Regions from separate parts of the Mus musculus genome. Here region 1 is linked to region 2. The links are chromatin contacts, called in public Hi-C maps. All regions are on one chromosome and are shown on one strand. Each heading gives the region's core, a stretch centred on a gene start, on an enhancer-like site or on the middle of the called end of the contact. The rest is flanking DNA. Distances are from core to core; before and after follow the strand shown. Region 1 overlaps Lrmp (lymphoid-restricted membrane protein). Region 2 holds the start of Bcat1 (branched chain aminotransferase 1, cytosolic).

Region 1 (7,072 bases), core at 3,940-6,439, 73 kb before region 2:
AGTATGGTATTGGCATAAAAATAGACATGTTTATCAACAGAATTAAGTCAAAGACCCAGACATAAATCTACACACTTAAGGATACCTGATTTTTTTTAAATATAGAAGCCAAAATACACAATGGAAAAAAGAAAGTATCTTCAACAAATGGTGGTGGTCTAACCGGTTATCTGCATACAGAAGAATGTAAGTAAATTGATAATTTTCACCCTGCACAAAACTCAAGTCTAAGTGGATCAAAGACCTTAATGTAAAACCAGACATGTAGAACCTGATAGAAGAGAAAATGGGAAATAACCTTGAACACATTGGCACAGGAGACAATTTCCTGAACAGAACACAAATAGCATAGGCACTAATGTCAACAATTAATAAATGGGACCTCATGAAACTGAAAAGCTTTTATATGACAAAGGACACTGTAATTCAGATAAAGTGGTAGCCTACAAAATGGGAAAGATTTTCACCAATTACACATCCAATAGAGATCTAATGTACAAAATATAAAAAGAACTTTAAAAAAAATCCTAGGCATCAAGAAGACAAATAACCTAATTAAAAAGGGGTACAGATCTAAACAGATTGTTCTTAAAAGAGGAATCTCAAATGATTGAAAAACACAGAAATGTCCAAAGTCCTCAGGTATCAGGGAAATGCCAATCACAGCTGCATTTTACACCAGTCTGAATGGCCAAGACCAACAAAATCAAGAACAGCTCATGCCAGCCATTTCTGGTGGGGGTGCTAACATGTACAGCCACTATGGACATCAGTGTCAAAGTTCCTCGGGAGGCTGGGAAACTATCTACCTCAAGATCCAGCTGTATCACTCTTGAGCGTATACCCAAAGGACACTTCATCCTACCACAAACACACTTGCTCAACCATGTTGAGGCTCTATTCAACAACAGCCAGAAACTGGAGACAACTTAGATGTCCATCAACAGATGAGTGGGAGAAAAAAATATGGTACATTTACATAGGGCAATATTGGCTAAATATAAATCAGGTTAAAAAATGAGATCATGAAATTTTCAGGTAAGTAGATGGAGCTCCAAAAATAATAAATAAATAAATAAATAAATAAATAAATAAATAAATAAATAAATAAATAAATAAATCGCCCTGAGTTAGGTCATCAGAGCCAGGAAGACAAATATGGTATGCATTCACTTCTGTGTGGGTGTTAGCTGTTCAATCATTGAAGCTACAATCTGTATAACCACAGAGGCACAGGGAAGGACTATGGCCAAGGTGTGCATCTCCCTTGCATCCAGGAAGGAGAAATAGAATAATAGGTGGAGAGAAACAGGGCTGGGGAATAGAACGAAGGATCCAGTGGGAAGTGGGAGGAAGAGGGTGTGTGTGAGAGAGAAAACATGAGGAGAGACAGCTAAAACTAAGGGCCATTTGGGGATGAGGGTGGGGGTCACAGGGAAGCCCAACACACTAGAAGCTTCCTAAAATATATCCATGGGAGAAGGAAACCTAGATGAAATCGCCAGGTAACGGGACACAGAGCCCCCGGCTGGACACTGTTAACACCAAATGAAGCTTCTAGAACTGCGAAGGAGTTACGTCTGATTGAGTTGTTGTCCAAAGGGGTTCCATGGGAACCCCCAAACTATTATATCTAAAGCTACTGGTTGGTCTCCACACCAGCACAACTCTTGGAACCCAGAGACGTCAATCTCTTGCCTGCCTGGAACCCTCACTCCTATGCACAAGTACTCACGGTAGTTGAAGGAACTTTGCACGCTACCAAAGGAGAAAGGCCAACACCAACCCAGCTACAAAGCCTTCCCTGGACAATGGTGACCTGCTTGCACTGGTCAGGTTAAAGAATGAGAGTAATCAACCAAGGTCTGATTGGATTTAAGGCTTGCTCTGTAAGATGGAACCCATCCTAACACTGTGTGGGTGGCCAAGAACCTGAGACAGAATAGGCCAGGAACCTAGAGGAAAACCAGGTAATACTGTTGTGGTAAAGGAATCGAGCAATAAATGACATTCTGCTGTACTCATAGATCAGAGCCTTGCTCAGCCATCGTCAAAAGCTTCCTCCTGTAGCAGATGGGAACAAACGCAGAGACCCACGGACGGACAATGTGCAGAGTTACCTTGGAACACACAGCCATAAATGGTCTCTATCACCACCCTGATCCTGCCCCCGCAGGGTTTAGGGAATTCTACAGAAAATGTGGAAAGAATGTAAGAGCCAGGGAGGATGGGGGACACCCCAGGATACAAGACCTTCTAGACATGGCAAGACTGACACACACATGAACTCACATGAATGACACACATGAACTCACATGAAGAGACTCTGTGAGCATGCGCAGGGCCTGCACAGGTCTGCACCAGAAGTCTGCACCAGAAGTCTGCACCAGAACACAAGTCCTTATTCCTAACCCAGAAGCTATCTCTAGTTGAAAACTACTTGCAAATAAAACTTTAGTCTACTCTTAGGAGTGGGCCTCCTAACCAGCAGTAGATGGCCAACACAAAACAAAGTCAATGGCATCCTTACAGGTTCTTTGTCTTAAACTGATTTATTTTTTCATTATAGGCCCTCTGCATACACATCGTGGCTTCCTTCTTATGTTTTTGCAGGTTTCCCGTGTCCGTGTGTGTTTCTTTGCTTCTTCCTTTGGCTTCTTCCTTCTGTTTGTTTTGTCCTGTTCTGACCTGTTTTTATCTTATTTTATTATTATTTCTTGGGTGCTTGTTTGTTTGCTAACAAGGGACGGAATGGGTGTGGATCTGGATGGAAGGGGAGATGGAGAGGGACTATAAACAGTTGGGAAGACAAATCAGAAAATAGCTTATAAAAAATCTAATTTCAATAAAAGAAAATAAGCCTAAAAAGAGAGATGGTTTCCATAAAATGTGACAAATGCAGTAACAGGCCCAGCTCCTTCTCAGGACAGGGAAATGTGCTCAATTTCTCAAGCTGTCCTTCAATGCATCTCAGGGCCTCAGGACTCCTGCCTGTCTTAGCCAGGCGTCCAGGACCTGTTGCTATGGCCTCCATTTACAACAACTCCTATCCCACCTGTGCCCAGGACTTCTCAAACCATACAAATCATCTTTACTCTCTTTCTGACTTGATCACAGCAACGTCTAAAATGGTCTACAAATCCCTCCTCCCTGAAGACTAGTGTTCCCTCCACTTCCCCGTTACACGAGTTCCCAGTGTCATGCGACAGTCCCCCTTCAACACAGTATTCTCTGCTTAGACCCCAGATAGTCCATCAAGGCTCTATTATCCTTGAATGTGTCAGTATATGTACGTACACCTGTAATCCCAGCACTCAGGAGGCTGAGACAACCATCACAAGCTCTAGGCTAACCTGGGCTATATGATAAGATCCTATCAGAAAAAATAAAAAATAATAGCATTAGTAGGTGATAATAATATATTCCAGAGCCTCAGTACTTTCAGCCTGCCTGCCAGTCCTTGGGAGATCCCACCCACACACTTGTCTGATGACAGGAATGTGCATCTCCTCCTTGGGTGGACTTACAGCACTGTGAAATCTTGTCTGTCACACTGCTTTTATTTTGCCTCAAATTCTACCCTTCTTCCTCCCTCCCTCCTCTCATCATTTACTCTTACAGGGTCAGCTCTGAACCTGCACCTGCCTCCTTTGCATGCGTTCATCTTGCAGGCTAAACTGTGGGCCTGGGCCTGCCTTCACTTGTGCCCATCAGTAATTTACAGTAATTCACAGTTGAGAGCCCATGTTCCTCACCACCTCCCGTCTCTGAGCTATGACAACAGAACTGGAACTTGCTCTAATTTTTAATAAGAGGAGACAGAGGCTTCTATAGTAGACAGTGTGGCATCTTAGCTACACCCCATACTAAAGGATAATTCCAAATAACAGACCCATCAGTCACCTTTGAGACATACATACTCTCACATACACTCACACAAACGCATTCATACAAACACACTCACACACACTCTCATATACTCTCACACACATTCATACACACACTCAAACACACTCTCATACACTCTCACACACATTCATATACACATTCACACACACACTTCACACACTCATACACACACACTCTCACACACTTGAAGGAGCAAAACATAAAGAGCCTTGGAGATCCGTGAAGCTAGAGTGCAGCCTCCAGCCTCTCAGTGGGTCTTTCCTCATGGGCGGAGTTCCCCTGCTTTCTGTGGGTCTTTGTGTTAACCTTATAATAATATATTCCACAGCCTCAGTACTTCTAGTCTGCCTTCTATGCCACCCCCATGGCTCTTCCTCTGTGACCTTTTGGGCTCTGATACCAGTGACTGGGATGTCTGATCAGCATGCTGTGAGCACACACACACACACACACCAGACACACACACAAACATACTCTCCCAGGCCTCCTCAGAGTCTTATGCTGATATCCTACACACACAAACACATGCACACACTCACACACACTCTTACACACTCACACACATAGGCCTCAGTCTTCTGCTGAGACATCCTACAGACACACACACTCACATACACACATTCTCAAACACACTCACATGACATGCACATATACATATACTCACACACACACATTTTCTCACACACACTCACATGACATGCACATACACATATACTCACACACACTCACTTTCTCACACACATTCATATGACATGCACACACATATACTCTCACATACTCATATACACATGCGCACACACGCTTTCACATGTGCACACCCACTCTCACATGTGCACACACACTCATACACATGTACACACTCACACACATTGTCACACATTCACTCATAGCTGCTGTTTTGCTCAACCATGTGCAGTAATGCCCTCATCACCTTGTTTCTGGTTGACGTCTGACGCATTAATGAGTGAGTGAATGAGTGCATGACAGTGTGGAACAAGGCTGTCTACACTGGAGCTCAGTGTGTGACCTTGCCCAAGTCAGTAATACCCGGGCTGTATAACTAAATTCTAGTAAGTTAGATTTTTCTCTTAATATCTTGAAAGTGTACGATGAGACTTCTAAAGAGTGTGACATAAATTCAGAGGGACAGATCCTACAGCTTATCACTGTTTCCTCACCAGCTGGGATGCAGCCTTGGCCACGCCCACACTCGTGTAGTCTCCATAAGCAGCAGGAGCTAGGCTGGTGCCTGTAAGAAGAGGAAACACAGGGAAGGGCTGGAGATGCATCAATCAAAAGAGGAAGAAGCAGCAGGGTGGTGATGTGGGTAGACCAGCAAAGGACAGAGGCTGGCACGTGACTGCAGTCAGAGGCCCCGCAGCACGAAGTCTGCTCTGCACAAACGGAGGAGGCCCGCCCCCCACCCCCTATGCCTTCGCAGGAGCTGAGCTGCAGAAAGTTCCCCAGTCTGTAGAGTGCCCTTTCAAACGGAGGACTGAGTGTTTCTTTATGCCTTTTTCTAATGCCAGAAGCCCTGTGGTATATACAGGGCTGGTAATGATCAAGGCATTCCACCAAGCATGGATGCTTCAGAGCATGAAACTGGGCAAAGGGACCCTTTGGGGACAATGTCATGCTTGGTAAGTTCTGTTCATTTTGCACAGTGCACAGAATGCTGGGAGAACACTACCTAACATGTGGCACTTCTCAAGAAACAATCAGCCTACAGTGTTATAAAAGACTATAAGAAATAATAAGGGCTGGAGAGGTGGCTCAGTGGTCCTTCCAGAGTTCTTGAGTTCAATTCCCAGCAACCACAGGGTGACTTACAACCACCTGTAACAGGATACGATGCCCTCTTCTAGTGTGTCTGAAGACAGTGTATATATATATATATAATTTTAAAAAGAAAGAATAACAAAATAGATATCATTTTTAAAAAAAATATTATTTTTCCCCATGGAAGTTTTCAGTTTTCCCTCCAATTTTAGACCTACATACAACTGAAGGTTCTGGAATCAAAAGGCATAGGATTTAGCCAGGTGTGGTGAGTTTAAAGCCAGCCTGGTCTACATAGTGAGTTCTAGGCCAGTCAGCATCTTAAAATTTGTCAGCCATAATGATGTCTCACTGGAGATGGCCATAGAGAAGTGCTTTGCCTTGGGAGCCATATGGACCTACCTGATCAGCCTGCCTGGCTGGTTCCCTGGATTCCTAGTGGACCTGGGCTAACAGTTCCATTATTCCGACCTGATTTTCTCATCATTATTCTAAGGGTGTGCTCTCTCTCTCCTACCAGCTGATCAGACCTGACTGAATCCAGTCAGTTTCTGTCAGATGGCAATATGTAAGGCCTACTATAATATATTGTGATTTTTGTTCCCACTGGCTTTTCTAGTTTGTAGGCCCCACTTAGGGGCTTGCTCACATGTTGCCCTGGAGTTCATCGACATTGTACCTTGCATGGCAGAGGCGGCTCTTGCTTCCTCCTCCTTCTCACAGAGAGGTTTGCAGTCAAGGTCACCAGAAGCCATGTGCAAAATGTCTGATCCAGACTCTGCCAACGGGAAAAGGCGGACAGCAGGAGAGCTACACAAAAGAAGCATTTGCCTGGGCGCCACCTCTCGTCTGCACACACCTAAGCCGGTTGGTAACGAGAACGCCAATTTCCTCTCTCGCAGAGCTACTTACCACTTGACGTCACAGTGCTCTCCGAGGATGAAGTCTGTTCAGACGATGGCTGTGTGAGATACTCCCTGACAAACGGACACAAGAAATATCTTCAACACGCTCGGCAAATAACTCTCTTAAAGCCCAACTGAAAACACATCCAAGTTCATAAATGTGGCAGACCTGAGCTGTGACGGGCTCTCGGAATACAAGTGGTCAGCACCATTCTCCTGCAGGGAACAAGGAGACACATGGTGAGGGATCTACAGTGACCATCCCAGGAAGGTCGCTTTAGGCACGTATCCCCATCAGTGCTAAATGAGTCACTATTTACGCAGTGAGAGGGCTTGCAGCGTTTGCCGAGGACCCGAGTTTGGTTCCTCGGATGTCAGCTCTGTAGAACCTGTAAGTTTTTCTCCAGGGGATCTGATACCCCCTTTCCAGCCCCAACCCTGCCAGCACCTGCATGTGCATGTGCATTCATTCACAAGGA
Region 2 (6,800 bases), core at 939-3,438:
AAAGCTGCTTATAAGTGGTTCTCTCAGGGCAATGCACCAACTGAGAAAAACCACTGTATTATTCTACACTATGGAGTAATTCAGGGGAGGGCAGGGCCTGATCTCCAACACATGTGTACCTCAGCTAAACAAGGTGGCCCAAGGCAGGGTGGCACACCCTTTTAGCTCAGTGCCCATGGGGGAGGGGCAGGTAGATCGAAGTGACTCCTAAGCCAGTTAGGCTCACACAGTGAAATCCTGTCGCAAACCAACCAACCAACCAACCAACCAACCAACCAACCAACCAACCAACCAACCACCGACCAACCGACCCACCAATGAAACTCTGCAATGGTTTTTAGTGTATGGCTCCCACCTAATTTTAGAACAATTTTATCACCTTTTCTCTGTCTTCTCCCTCCCTTCCTGGTTTGTTCCTTTCTCCTCACTACCCAGGTGACCGAGGGACTGAGCTCAGGGCTGGGTGGATTCGGGCAAGCACTCTAGTGCTTGAGCCATAGCCCAGACCTAGAAAATCTTAGACATCCAAGTTAGGAAGTCTTGCACTGATTCACCAGATTGGCCACCACATACCAGCTTCTTTTCAAACTGCACAATGTTTTCAAGGTTTGTCCATGGTATACACATAACTGCTTTTGTTGTTGTGGTGTGTGTGTGTGGACATGTGGACATGTGGTGTGAGCCTGTGGAGTGTATTTGTGTGAATGGTATGTGTGTGGTGCACATGTGTTGTATGTGTGTGGGGGGTGTGTGTATGTGGTATGTGTGTGGTGAACATGTGTTGTGTGTGTGTGTGTGGTATGTGTGTGGTGCACATGTGTTGTGTGTGTGTGTGTTGCTTCAGACTCGAGTTGCTGGGACTACAGGCAGGCAGCTCAACGCCTTGCTTCATTTCCTCTTACTGTGGATCAGTGCTCCATCGTATGAACAATAACCCAGGATGTCTACACTCACCACTTAAAGCCCACAGCGCTGCTTGAGTTAAAACCGATCTGGACTACAGTCTTCTGAAGGGAAGAAGTTGTTGCTGTTGTGCTGGGTGCAAAGATAACTCAGTACATTTGTCAGGATAATTCAGCTATTCATTGTTCACCTGGGCAGTTTCATTCCAAGCAGCAGAAAAGAAAAACAAGGGCTGCAGAGATGGCTCAGCAGTTAAGAGCACTGACTGCTCTCTCAGAGGTCCTGAGTTCAATTCCCAGCAACCACACGGTGGCTCACAACCATCTATGATGGGATCTGATGTCCTCTTCTGGTGCATCTGAAGACAGTGATGGTGAACTCACACATAAATAAGTCAGAAAAGAAAAATGAGAAGAAAGAAAACATTTTTAAAAAAATAAATAGGGCTGGCGAAATGGCTCAGTGGTTAAGAGTGCTGACTGCTCTTCCGAAGGTCCCGAGTTCAAATCCCAGCAACCACATGGTGCCTCACAACCATTCGTAACAAAATCTGATGCACTCTTCTGGAATATCTGAGGACAGCTACAGTGTACTTACATATAATAAATAAATCTAAAACAAACAAACAAACAAACAAAGGATACAGGCAAAACATGGTCGGGGAAAAGCCTATTCTCTCCTAGGGAGTTAAGAATGAAAATTTCACAGCAAAGCCTTCTGCTTAGATTTACTAAAAAGAAAGTTTTCAGATTTTCAGAGAGATCCTCTCCTCAACTGAAATCCCATCGGTGGGAGCCTTGCCTGAGGCTTGTGTGGACGCAGGAAGGAAGTTATCAGGTGGTGAGGACCATTTCACATTAAATTACTTCTGTATGTGCACATCAAAGGATGCAAACTAAGAGACGACTACAGAGCGTAGACCACAGACTGAGAGTGAGAGTTCCATCCAGGGCTCAGATGGTGGAAGGAGAGAACCGGCTCCTGCCAGTTGGCCCTTATCCACCACTGTCCCTGTCCATCTAGCCACCCGCTCCTATTCAAAATCTATTATATTTATTTAAATGTTATAAAAATTAGAGAGAAAAGGAGTTGGTAAGAGTGGTTGTATTTGAGAGTTGTCTGTGGGGTGTGGAGCGTGAGAGCGAGACGGAAAAACCCAAACTCTTCTTTATTATCCAAAATATACCTTAAAACTTCCCAGTTCTGAGACTAGATCCTAGTACAGCGTATGATTGGGGGAGGGACTGGGGAGGTAGCAAATGAATCAAAGACGCTTTCAGATTTGTCCTCCTCTGCTACCTCCCCTCCTGCGATACAAATCACTGGAGGGGATCAGTGTCTCCACCCTGGAGTGAGCCAGAGGTCGGACTGTAGCTCGCGGCTGAGCCAGTCGCTGCTGATGCAATCCGCAGCGGAGCGCGCCCAGCTCTCCATCTTCCGCGCTTGCCGACCGACCCTGAGCGCCACGTGTCACTGCACAGCCGCCTCCTCCAGAGGAGACTCACATTTGCACCCAGGAGCCGGAGCCACGACCCAAGCCACGAGAAATGAAGGTAAGCGTATTGCTGAAGTTCATGCTGGAATGCAGCTACTCACCCACCCGGAATATCTCGGACACTGGGTGGAGAGAGGAGGATGGAAGGACCAACTTGCTTTGTCCCCCGTCCTGGGCTACTAAGCGTGGGGATCTGGCCTCGTATCCACCCGCAGATGCTCCCGCTCCGGTTCTTGTCCTGGTTCTGTAAATGCGGTACCCAGATTTAGAGGATGCCACAGCGCCTCTCCTACATGCTCCCTAGGCGGGAAGAAGGACCGTATCGTTGCGTTTGAGCTGCCCAGAGATAGGGTTTGGCGAGGATGCTCGGACGCTCTTCTGGGTAGTTGTAATAGAAGGGGGAGGAGGACCCTCTTATCTGCCGAAAGCAGATCGCTTGTCTTTTAAGGTCCAGGTTCCAAGTGGAAGCTTCCGAGTTACGGACCACTCGAGCTTCAGGACCAGAGAGTGCAGGCGGTGAACTCTAATTATCATCTGAGATAGCTAGCCCAGAGGCCAGCCTGAGGCGTTTTAAGATATTTTCCAGAGCCAGAGCTCTGGCTGTCTGAAAAACTGCCAGATCTGAAAAGTTTCCTTTCCGAAGGGAAATGATGCTCTGTCGGCTGTGCAGTCACCTAGTCTCCCGCAAGGAATATTCGAGTAATAAAACGTGGGTTTCGGGGAGCTACAGAGCGGAGCCACGTTTCAGTTTCTGAGGAGGCGGAGGAAGTTAGACACTCAGACTGCTCAAGCCTAGCTGGAGGGAATCCACACGTCACGTCTCCATCCCCACTGTGCCGCCCTCGCTCCTAGCCCTGACAGATAGATAGATAGATAGATACCCTTTCTCTTTTTCTCTCTCTTTTTCTCTTTTCCTTTTTCTCGTTTTCTCATTTTCTCGTTTTCTAATTTTCTCGTTTTCTCTTCTCATCTCTCTCTCCTCTCCTTGCCTCCCCTCTCTTCTCTCCTTTTCTTTACATTCTTTACCTTATCTCACTAAATCATATGCCTTTATAATTTTATCCACATGCATTTAATGTATTCACTATCTCTCTTAATCATTTGTTCATTCTGTATATATCTACCTTAAAATATAAGTTCCTAGACTCCATAGATGGGCAGTCTGTGTATAGGGAAAAGCTGGAAGCCACAAGCCAGCTGAGCAAGGGGTTTAAATTCCCCAGCTGTGGTCCCCTTGGCAAGGCTCAAATCTGTATAACTAATGAAGGGGGCTAAGCCAAGATGGCTACTTACTGCCTTGTTGGGAGAGAGTGGTGCAGGGGTGAGTGGTGTGTTTCATCTTAATTTGCTTTCTGAGTCAGAGACAAATGATGGAAAGTTTTTTTCTTTGTCTTTTTCTTTTTTTTCTTAAATGTCTCTGAGGGCCAGGCTTAACACATACCTGTAGTCCCAGTGCTTGTGGGGTAGAGAGAGAAGAATCAAGAGTTCAGGGCTATCCTTGGCAGCAGCCCCTAGCCACCTTAGGCTGCAGGGGACCCTGGGGTGGGGGTGGGGGAGTTGCGGGGGAAAGTCTGTAAGAATTATTTTCAGCTCATTGGATCCTGATGTTTTATATTTGAAATGGGTTGGAACTTTTTGGAAGGAAGTTAAAAACTTGATAAAGCTTTCTGGTGTACCTGTGATGTTGCAGGATATTTGATCACACTGTGAACCCTGAGTCTGTGTTACAGTGTGGCTCTGCCCTTAGGCTCTGCCCTTAGCACACACCTTTAATCTCTCCTGAACAATGAAGGTGAAGTTAGTTTGTAGAAAGAAACACCCGCCGGGCGTGGTGGCTCACGCCTTTAATCCCAGCACTCGGGAGGCAGGGGCAGGCGGATTTCTGGGTTCGAGACTAGCCTGGTAAAAAAGAAACACCCATGTTTGAAAGTGCTGTCTAATAGAGTGGCAGACAAAGCGACCAACCAGAGAAAGATGTGACAGGCTAGGGTACATCCAAGTCTCACAAGAACAGAGAAGAATGGGGTGCCACTTAAGAGAGACCAGTAGAGAGGAAGAAGGCAGTTTTACCAGGACAGTTATAGAGAGACAGGATGCAGAGAGAGAACGAGCTAGACACAGGTGAAGACAGAACGAGCCAGCGAATGAGAAGGAGCCAGACGTTGCCAACGTTAGTTTGAGGCCAAGCAGAGCAATTCAGTCAGGAGCTGACTGAAGCAAGTTTGCTTCGGTCAGCTTGGAGAGGAGCTTGAGCCAGAGCAGCTGAGTTGCACCAGCCAGCCAGAGCTCAGAAAGAGCTAGGAAGGGATGAGTTTATTGAGCAGTAAGTCTCAGAGGCTGAAAGCATTCTAGGCCAAGATAAGATTGTACAGAGGCTAGAAGCTTCCAGGTCTAGGCTTAGGTTAGCAGATGGAGGTGGTAAGCCAGCAGACGACAGTTACTTCAGGAGGAGAAACGCTATTTTACAGTGACTCCCTGGTTGTTTTTGTGATTGTGGGTCTTATTCCCATCTCATTTGTGTCCATGAGGGAACTGCTTGGAAGCTGTCACCAACTGAGAGGTTAGGGCTACTCTGAAGACCTTACTTAAGTGCAGAAATAAAGACTCTGCCTGGGTATCTGGGTTGGTTACGCCTTTTGGGGTTTCAGGATGCATGCTTCATAGAAAGCTTTCTGTGGTGTTGCTGTGAGATGACTGGCAAGAGTTCTCTCTTGTACTGGCTGGTTTTGTGTCAACTTGACACAGGCTGGAGTTATCACAGAGAAAGGAGCTTCAGTTGGGGAAATGCCTCCACAAGTCCAGCTCTAAGGCATTTTCTCAATTAGTGATCAAGGGGGGAGGTCCCCTTGTGGGTGGGACCATCTCTGGGCTGGTAGTCTTGGGTTTATAAGAGAGCAGGCTGAGCAAGCCAGGGGAGGCAAGCCAGTAAAGAACATCCCTCCATGGCCTCTGCATCAGCTCCTGCTTCTTGCTCTGCTTGAGTTCCAGCCCAGACTTCCTTGGTGATGAACTGCAATGTGGAAGTGTAAGCCGAATAAACCCTTTCCTCCCCAAATTGCTTCTTGGTCATGATGTTTGTGCAGGAATAGTGACCCTGACTAAGACATCTCTATTCCTTCAAAGCCTGCTAGTCACATTTCTTTAATTAATTTAAAATATTTATTTTCATGTATACTTTAGTTGCATGTAGATCTGTGTACCACATGCACACCAGAAGAAAGAACTGGAGGTACAGATTTTGAGTCACCATATAGATGCTAGGAATCGAACCCGGGTTTTCAGCAAGAGCGGCCAGTGGTTCTTACTCTCTGAGCCATCTCTCCAGGCCCTAGAGGGGAGCTTTTGAGAGTTTATTCTCTGTCCACTATGGGAGTCACCAGGATAGAACTGAAGAGACGAGGCTTGCTACCAATCACCTTTGCCCGTGGAGCCATTTCACGGAGACATTGTCTTTTGTGTGTATGTATAAGATATGTGCTTGTGTCTGCATGTTTATGTGTGTAAGTGCATGCACACACATGCCAACACTTATGTGCTGAGGTCAGAGAGCAACTTCTCACACTCTTTGCCTTCCTTGTTTGAAATGGGGTCTCTGTTGTTAGCTACTGAGTTATGTCAGGGAAGCCGGCCTGTGAGTTCTCAGGAATCCAAGACATAGCATCACCTCACTTGGCATTACTGAGCTCTGGGGACGTGAGGTCATAGCCTTATGGTTCTGCTTTACCCACTGAGCCACCCAGCCCATATGATTTCTTTATGTAATAATTCTAGGGGAACTAGCAGTTCACCACTGCTCAGAATAGTTCTTTGGAATCACTCACTGAATGACATCACTTTTAGAAATGAATGTGTATGCTCTTAAAATAGTGTAGAAATTAGACATCTTACCTGTACCAGCATGGTATGTCTCACAGACACTTTTCTATCATATAGGCTAAGACTTTTTGGTGGAAAATGGTTTTCCCAAAACATCTGTCTTGTGTTTACTGGTTAACGGGAAAGATAATTAAAAGATCTTAACTCTTATTTATTTTTAAAGATTTATTTCATTTTTCCACTTGTGTGTGCCCTGTGAGTGTGTGTACCACATGTCTGTGGGCGCCGTCAAAGGGCAGAAGATGGCCTTGTAACCCCTAGATTGGGAATTGCAGATGCTTGTGAGCAGCCTGATGGTGTGCTGGGTACTGAGTTCAGATCCTCTGGAAGAGCAGGAAGCACTCTTTACCACTGAGCCATCTCTCCAGGCCCCACTTTTGTATGATTGTGTGCGGTTATCATGGAGTGTGGGGTTATTGTTGAGTGGGGTTACCACTGACTGGGGGGGGGGTTAACACAGAGTGTGGGATATCTACCACCATGCACTACCATACTTCAGGAAAGAGAAAATGTTAAATAATAATAT

The links. Hi-C and Micro-C count contacts between places; a contact is called where the count stands out from the background.
Region 1: a contact with region 2 is called in a Hi-C map of bone marrow-derived macrophages, with 41 read pairs. The contact joins the enhancer-like site here to the promoter of Bcat1 in region 2. A contact is called at or near these places in 4 of 39 promoter capture datasets (the C10 cell line, HPC-7-derived erythroid cells and pre-B cells), 3 of 15 datasets of contacts at CTCF or cohesin (CD8 T cells, large pre-B cells and pro-B cells), 16 of 484 Hi-C or Micro-C datasets (B cells, CD4 T cells, the CH12 cell line and 10 more), 11 of 115 datasets of contacts at active chromatin or transcription factors (the 230-238 cell line, CD8 T cells, the SCID.adh cell line and 5 more) and 3 of 9 other capture datasets (adipose tissue, liver and pancreatic islet).

What each region holds. Positions count from the first base shown.
Region 1 is chr6:145,147,373-145,154,444 of GRCm38.p6, reverse strand. It overlaps Lrmp (lymphoid-restricted membrane protein), which reads right to left. Exons shown (of 19, transcript NM_008511.4): 4 at 6,763-6,809; 5 at 6,601-6,665; 6 at 6,368-6,466; 7 at 5,088-5,158. Among named protein-coding and RNA genes, the nearest start is that of Lrmp, 29 kb to the right of the region's middle. Within about 2 kb of position 5,189, at least 45 of the 459 cell types and tissues checked have an H3K27ac peak or open chromatin away from gene starts, as enhancers often do. A contact at or near this core is called in bone marrow-derived macrophages and regulatory T cells, where this site is marked.
Region 2 is chr6:145,071,545-145,078,344 of GRCm38.p6, reverse strand. It overlaps Bcat1 (branched chain aminotransferase 1, cytosolic), which reads left to right and starts at 2,188. Exons shown (of 11, transcript NM_007532.5): 1 at 2,188-2,456. The coding sequence starts at 2,451.